Regions from separate parts of the Mus musculus genome. Here region 1 is linked to region 2. A link is a contact called in public HiChIP or PLAC-seq data. All regions are on one chromosome and are shown on one strand. Each heading gives the region's core, a stretch centred on a gene start, on an enhancer-like site or on the middle of the called end of the contact. The rest is flanking DNA. Distances are from core to core; before and after follow the strand shown. Region 1 holds the start of Pdlim2 (PDZ and LIM domain 2). Region 2 overlaps Bin3 (bridging integrator 3).

Evidence for each region. HiChIP or PLAC-seq counts read pairs in DNA pulled down with a chosen protein or histone mark.
Region 1: a CTCF HiChIP or PLAC-seq map of the NIH/3T3 cell line shows a contact between it and region 2, with 10 read pairs. The contact joins the promoter of Pdlim2 here to the enhancer-like site in region 2. A contact is called at or near these places in 9 of 39 promoter capture datasets (3T3-L1-derived adipocytes, the C10 cell line, HPC-7-derived erythroid cells and 5 more), 5 of 15 datasets of contacts at CTCF or cohesin (the G1E-ER4 cell line, the NIH/3T3 cell line, embryonic stem cells and 2 more), 52 of 484 Hi-C or Micro-C datasets (the AML12 cell line, B cells, the Ba/F3 cell line and 26 more), 5 of 115 datasets of contacts at active chromatin or transcription factors (the HPC-7 cell line, embryonic stem cells, epiblast stem cells and 1 more) and 4 of 9 other capture datasets (adipose tissue, embryonic stem cells, liver and 1 more).

The regions. Positions count from the first base shown.
Region 1 is chr14:70,175,100-70,178,935 of GRCm38.p6, reverse strand. It overlaps Pdlim2 (PDZ and LIM domain 2), which reads left to right and starts at 2,121. Exons shown (of 10, transcript NM_001253736.1): 1 at 2,121-2,257; 2 at 3,629-3,723. The coding sequence starts at 3,631.
Region 2 is chr14:70,133,304-70,136,750 of GRCm38.p6, reverse strand. It overlaps Bin3 (bridging integrator 3), which reads right to left. Exons shown (of 9, transcript NM_021328.4): 7 at 2,160-2,301; 8 at 1,881-2,015. Among named protein-coding and RNA genes, the nearest start is that of Ccar2, 19 kb to the left of the region's middle. Within about 2 kb of position 1,375, at least 75 of the 459 cell types and tissues checked have an H3K27ac peak or open chromatin away from gene starts, as enhancers often do. A contact at or near this core is called in the AML12 cell line, the HPC-7 cell line, the NIH/3T3 cell line and 4 more, where this site is marked.

The sequences.
Region 1 (3,836 bases), core at 872-3,371, 41 kb before region 2:
GAGAGTTGCAGACGAACCTTTGTGTGTTTACAGAGCCTGTCTGAGGCACTGAGGACAGTATGGCACTGTACTAGTTACACAGTAGGTGCTCAATAAACACTTAAGATTGTTTGAATCATTGATTGGATGAGATGGAGGTGAATTCTTTTCTGTTGTCTCCCCTCCCTACCACATCCTTCAACCTTTCTGCTTTGTAATCCTTGAACTTCTCCTCTGGGAAATCAGGTGTTTAACAAGAGAGTAAGATGAACATTACTGGTTGGGGGACGGGGGACGGGGGACGGGGGACGGGAGGGGGGGGCGGGGACCGAGGCCCCCAAAGAGCTGTGGAAACTGCTTTTCCTGGCTTTGTTTCCCAGTTGCTGTGGTAAAACACTGTCAGAGTCAGGGTTTCTATTGTTGGGATAGAACATGACCAAAAGCAACTTGGGGAGAAAAGGGTTTTTACAGTTCCACAACACAGTCCATCATCAAAGGGACTCCAGGCAGGAAGTCAAGCAGGAGCGATGGGGCTTGATCTTCAGGGCTTGCACAGCCTGCTTTACTTATACCACTCAGGACCACCTACCAAGGGATGGAACCGCCCACAGTGGGCTGGGCCCTCCCGCATCAATCAGCCATCAAGAAAATGTTCCCCCCAACAGCCACGCCCACAAGACAGTCTGAGGGAAGCAATTGCCCGGTGAGGTGAGATTCCCTCTTTCCACAGAACTCTAGTTTGTATCAAGTCGACAAAAAGTAAACAGCACACCACGCAACACCACACACACAGTTAAAGGAAGCCATGACACTCGAGGATCGGACAGTGTGAACCCCAGGCAGTGCCTGCCCTACCCGAGGGCTGCTCAAGAGGTTTTCAGGGAACTGAGGGTAGAGCTTAAAAGGGAGAATACGTACAGATCTGGGGCCCTGTCTTCAATCCCCAGCACCAAACCAAACAAACATAAAAGGCTTCCAAACTAGCTGCGGAGGGAGAGCAGGTGCAGCAGACAAGGGGCCCCTCTTGGAGGCCCCTGGAATTAGTCTGTGGTAGAGCCATTTACCTGCCCAAGGAGAGACTGTGGGAGGTGGGGCCAGGGAGGCAACCTGGCTGGCTGGGAAGTGCAGAGACTCTGAGCCACACCGATGCGCGTCGTAGGTGAGGAGGATGGTGAGGGTGGCGAGGGCAATTCTCTTGGGGAACTCGGAGAGAATGACTCACACCCGAGGCAGGCAGGTTACAGCTGGGTCCACAGGTGTGCTCTACGCTGTGCCAAGTTGTAAGAGCAACTGAAGAGGCAGGAGGCAGCTGCGTGGGCTCTCAACTCCCCAGGGCAAGAGTTGCCAGGTATAGCTCTGGGGGACCCTCTGGTCAGATGGCTCCTCCTTCCTGGGCCTACACCTGCTCTCCCCACCTCCACACCGTTGCCCTGAGTCATGGAGTCTGGCATAGGAATTGGGCAGACAGGGTCCTCCGTAGTGCTTAGAGCTGGCCCATGCCAGGCAGAATGGTGGGAGAGGAGGTGCCTGATGACCCTGCCAAGTGCTCTCTATCTCCTCTGGGTCTGGGCATGTCTCCCTGCTCAGGGCAGGCTTGCGGGGGTATCTGGGGCTAAGTCACTGCGCTGGCAGTACAAAGCCAGGGGCATCTGTCTGGGAAGAGATAGGAGGGTGGAGGTGTGGCCCAGGCTTGAGATGTGTGGGTATCGGGACTGTATCTGCTCCAACATCGGAGCCAGGAGTGGGCAGAAGAATCGGATGGACCACAGACAGGTCCATCAAGCCAGCGGTTGTCTGACAGAGGTCTGGGGACCGCGACATCGAGGGATCCTTTCCTATTGTGGGGTGGGACGCAGTCTCTGTATACTGCGCACCGTGGGGATGGTTTGTCATTTGAACCGACCCCCTGTGCTTAGGGACAGTCCGGAGGATGTGGACACCTCGGAAGGGTCTCAGTCTAGAGGCGGTTTTCAGGAGGGTCTGCTCTTCTCGCTCGCCCACTTCCAGCTCCCCCACAAGGCGCGGGCCAGGTGGCGGCGCCCCGGCTCGGCAGCGCAGAGGAGGCGGCTTCCCGGGCCAGGGGCGGCGGCAGGGGCGGCCCCGGGATCACATGGGCGGAGGCAGGTCTGGGAGCCCCGGGCGAGCTCTCCCTAGAGTCGGACAGACGGCTGCGGTGGAACGGCGGCGGCTCCTCGTCCTTACTCCCTCCGTTCTTCCCTCCCTCCTTCCCTTTCCTGGCTGGCCTGACCGCCCAGCCCGACAGGCAAGCGGCAGCCAGGTGAGCGCGCGCCCACCTGCACCCTCCGCGGGCCACCGCCCTCGGCGATCTCCTCCTCACCGGACCCTACCCTCGGCCCAAAGCCCCTTTTCCCTGAAACTTCTCTTCGACCTGGATACCCCTTGGCTTGGGTTCTCCCCTGACCCAGACACTCGTCCTCTAGTCCCAGTCCCAGTCCCACCCCCAACCCCCTCCGCCCCGGGGTATTTTGGACTTGTTGGGAAGCAAGCTTGAGAACTGGTACTGGGGACAGCCAGACTGACAGCTAGGCAGTTCACTGAGTCCACTGGTCGGCTCAAAGGTCTGAGAATCTCAGGGCGTTTTCAGTCTTTCTGTGATCAGCCTGGGACACCGTGGCTGGGCCTGGGTGAAAGGCAAAGCCAGTTGCCTGGGGGACAAGACAGTCGGACTGCTGGCCTGGACAGCCTCCCCCTCCCCCCAGGCCTTGATGTTCTTGAGATATTGGACATACTTGCTGACCCATATCTCCCCAGGGACAGCCTGAGGATGGGTGCTGGGCTGGGTGGTGCCCAGGCTGGCATTGCAGCTTCCTGCCTGGGTTGGCTCCTGGCTCCAGATCTAGAGGCTCAGGAAATCCTAGGAGGGCCTGGTCCACAAGGACACTCCCTTGTGGGTCAGCGGGGGCTGTGGATGAGAAGTTTGTGGCCAAACTGGCAGCATCATGAACTTGCCCTGCTGGCCAGTACCAGGGTGGCTGTGGGTGTGGGTGTGCTTCCCTTGGCAGATGAGCCTTGGCCTCCTTTCTCAGGCTGCTCACTAGGGTGCAGCAGGCCCCTAGAGGAGGTAGCAAGCTTCCTCTTGTTCATCTGAACCCAGCTGTTGGGGTCAGGCAGGGAGCCAGGTAGCCCCTCTGAAGACCTTAGTCTGACACCTGCCAGCCCCAGCCTCTGCTAACTTCTTGCTGTCTGGTGGGGCTATCCTGAGGCTTGCTGTCCTCCTGTATACTCTATACAGAGTGTAGAAAGTATTTTGTGCTCTTCGTTTAGGGAACAGGAAACAGGTAGTGAAGGGGTGCGGGGTGCGTTCACTCCTACCACCTGCTAATTCCTTCCCACAGTTCTCCACCAAGCACTTGTATGGAAGTCTGACCTCTTGTCAGTGGGACTGCTGCCTGTCTTAGGGGATCTACTAGTCTGAAGACCCTAGAAGGGGGAACTCAGAGTCTTCAAGGCCTCCCAGGGTGGGGGGAAGTGAAACTCTTAGAAGAGGGAGGGACTTAGTCACTTCCTCTGTCACCACCCGCCAGGCCCAGGCCCTGCTGGGCTGCTCTGAGACCAGCCACCGTCTTCTCCCTTTGCTTTGGGGTGTACTGTGGAAGTGGGCCCCACCTCCCAGTCTTCTCTTCCTCAGGCATGGCGTTGACTGTGGATGTGGCAGGACCAGCACCTTGGGGCTTCCGAATTAGCGGGGGCAGAGATTTCCACACACCCATCATTGTGACCAAGGTAAGGGCTGTTTTTAGGAGATAAGGAGCTAGCTACCCCCTGAAAGGGGGTCTTGTTCCCCACGGGTACTTTCCCCAATTTGTTCTGGAGCCTGGAGTCTTCTGGGGCAATGT
Region 2 (3,447 bases), core at 126-2,625:
ATGGAAGAAGAACCCAGCAGACATTGGCTCCCCAAGTCTTGAGAGCTGGCCCTAGAAGTCCAGTTAAGGGAGGTGTCAGCTCCCCAGATCCCACCCCTTCCCAGTTTTGCTAGTTATCACATCTAGGTTAAGTTGCCTGGAAGAAAAGCAGCACTGATGTGGTGAGAGTGACTGGGTGAGAGGTGGGAGGCAGGTCCAAGAGTGGAGGGGTTTCTCTATGTGATAGATGGCGACTTTTCCACAGAGGCTAGAGGCCATTTCTGCCTCAGCTTCCACTTCCTGATGTGACATCACATCTCATCAAAGTGTCCCCATTCTTCAAGCACCTCAACTTTGAGATGTCTCTAGGATTCTCCTTCCATCTAAGAAACCAGACGATGGGGACTGGGAGGGTGGCTGTGCAGCAAGGGCCAGTGGGACATGGTATCCTAGGAAGTCTCTTTAGAATCCCCAGCTAAGTTGTAGCGGGCCAGGTACCCCCGCCCCCAATCCCTGCCTAAGACACAATGCCTGTTGAGTCATCTGGAATGCGCACTTCTCTAGTGACTAATAGCAGCAGCAGCCGGGTGAGAAGGAGGCTGGCACAGGGAGAGGTGGTAAACAACCCTGGCTACCCTGCTGCTTGGTTACGGGGTACCCCATAGCCTGGGCACCCTGCAGCTTCCTCTAAGGATCTGGGGGTGGGGATGGTGTATGCAGCTCACTAGAAGCAGAGGCAGGTGTCAGCAAAAGAGAGCAGGCCAAGATCTCCTGTAAATCCAGGCCTCATCCAAACAGAGGGTGCAGCAGCTGGAAGGCAGCCCTCACCTGCAGGGACTACAGGAGAGCATCCTCCCGCTTCTGTTGTCTGTCTCACTCCCTAGAGAGCACCGGACTGAAAACGTGTCACTAGCAAGTCCAGGCTCCAGTCCAAACCTTGCCTGGGCTTCTTGATGGGCATTCTACGCCATGGCTTTGGGTATCATTCCAAATGAAGGCTGGGAAGTGGGAATCAGGCTTTACCATGGCCCCTGTGGCTAGGAAAGCAACAGGGAATGATGATGTCCACTGGAGGGCAGCAGAGGTGCAGCTAAGACAAGAAGCAGGGCAGGCAGAATTTGTGGACAAGAAGCCTTAGCTTGGTGGCCAGAGAGTGTTGGAGTCCAGAGATGGAAGCCAATACCCGCGATCAGTGAGGAGGTCTGTGTGCAGAAGCCCTGCTCCTGGCTCCAGTACCACTGCCTCTCCCACCTTGCCAGTGGTGAGAACAAGCCTGAAGATGAACAGCGAGAGGAGGGCAGGAGCCTGCTGCATGCCATCCCAATTGGACCCAGCAGCAGGAGACACTGGGCTCCGACTGGGTTTTACCCTCTTTCTGGCTGCCACCCCCATACTGGTCTGCACTCCCATTTGTTCTCCACGAGGGGGCACTTCATATCTAGTGGCCAGCATTTCAGAGCCTATTCAGGACCCCTCCCTAGGAAACTGAAAGTTAAGACTCCTGTGGTCTCTGGCTAATGGAACTCTCCTATTGGGCTCACAAGCAGTCACTACTGGCCTCTCAAAGGATCTGCTCAGTCAAAGTGGTAGCTAAAGATGCAATCAGGGCTTTTCTTGCTTGCTTAATTAAGCAAGGGAGGAAGAACTCAAGGGGCGAAGAGTTAAACAAAAAGGAACCCTGTCTATCATAGGGTTGGGACTGAGTGGATTGCCAATGGAGGATACCCAACAGAAGTTCCAGTACAGTATCAGTGCCAGGCACCAGGGCTGACTAGGACAACACATGAACTTTCATAGAGCCTGGTGCAGGGAGGTGTTGCTGTCTGTGCAGAGCATGGCTATGTCTAACGGGAACTGGGTTCCTACAAAGATGATTCCCCAAGGGAAAAGCCTTGTCTCACCTGTGCCCGGATCAGGGACTCAAAGCTGGGTTGGAAATAGTCAAGTCGGCTGCCATAGAACCGCGGCATCTCATCCAGGAGTTGTTTATTCTTGGCCTCAAAGTCTTCCCGCACAGGACGTAGCTCTTCTCGGGCCTGGGGAACAAGACCTTGGAGTCAGGGCTGTCACTGAAGGGGGCAGGGTGGGTGGAAATAGCTAGTATCCTGGTTCCGCAGGTCCTGAAAGGAGGACCCCGTGGCAATGGTTGTTCCATTTAGCCTATTGCGTCTCCCCTGTACCTGGTGGAGCTTGGCCAGCACGGGGCCAGTCTTCTCCTTTTCCTCGTACTTCTCCACCTTGGCCTGCAGCCTCCCGTAGTCCTGCAAGGCCTGCTCCCGCCGCTTCACCGCCATGTTGAGGCTTGGGAATATGCTGCTGAACCTGTTGGGCACAGCCTGGTTGGAAACAGGCTTCTCATGTGGGGGTGTGTCCCAGTCACTACGTACTCAAACACATGTGCGACACACCTACTATGTGCCAGTCTCATAAGGCTCTGAGGCTTTGGGGCTTGTACAGGTGGGATGGCGTGGGGCACAGACAGTACTGAGAGCTCTCCCCAGACCCAGATGTTAGGCTGTGATTGCCGGTGCTCCCTGTCCTGCTGCGGAGCCTCAGCACGAGGTCAGCAGGGCTGGAATCCGACTGTATACACTAAAGACCAAATCAAACCAAACCAACAGGGGAAGGCAGGGCCACAGCCAGGGAGTGATGGTCTGGAAAGGGCTATGAGTATCCATGTTTGTCAACACCTTCTCTACTATGTCACAGTGCCACTGGCAGGAGACAAAAAAGAAAGATCCTGGCTAAGGGTTCCTTTACACCGTGAGGAAACACAAAGGGAATGGTTCTCCCATTAAAAGAACAAATGGAAAAAGCACGCTTTAGAAAGATGGTCCCAGCCGCTCCTACCTAACACAACTGAAAAGGAGTATGGTGTGACTACTCAGACGACTGGCCACGCAGAGCAGGCTGTGTTTGAAAAGTTTTGGCATTTGTGTGTAACCATCATCAAGGCTACCTTTCCCCCATGAAAGGCCATCCTATCTTGGACAGGCGCAGGGAAGAGCCACTTTTGAGGTGGGGGGCAGGCAAGAGTAAATGTTCTTCTTGACACAGATGAGGGGTGGAGGTGAGGTAACTCTACAAGCAGGTCTCTTGGGAGTGAGAAAATGGGGCAACTTCCTTGACTACAAAGCCATGAGGACGTGTTGTTGGCCTCATTGTTGGGCAAGACTTTCCTACCATACCATGCAGTGCCCACTGTACCAGCCAGGAGTTCTGACAGCCTGCTGTGATACAGACAAACAGCCAAGAGATTCAACGCCTCTGGACACTCGGGTGGACAGACATAGCTGGTGACCTAGGACCACAAGAGTCACCTTATTTAGGTGAGCCCAGAGAGCGTGACAAAGCAAGCTAACGGAAGTCAGGAACAAGCCAGTTGATGCCAGTCGGTGGCTGAGGCCAGCCTTTCCCATGCACCTGAGCTGAGAGAACATCTGAATGCTTAGGCTGTCTTCAGTAGGC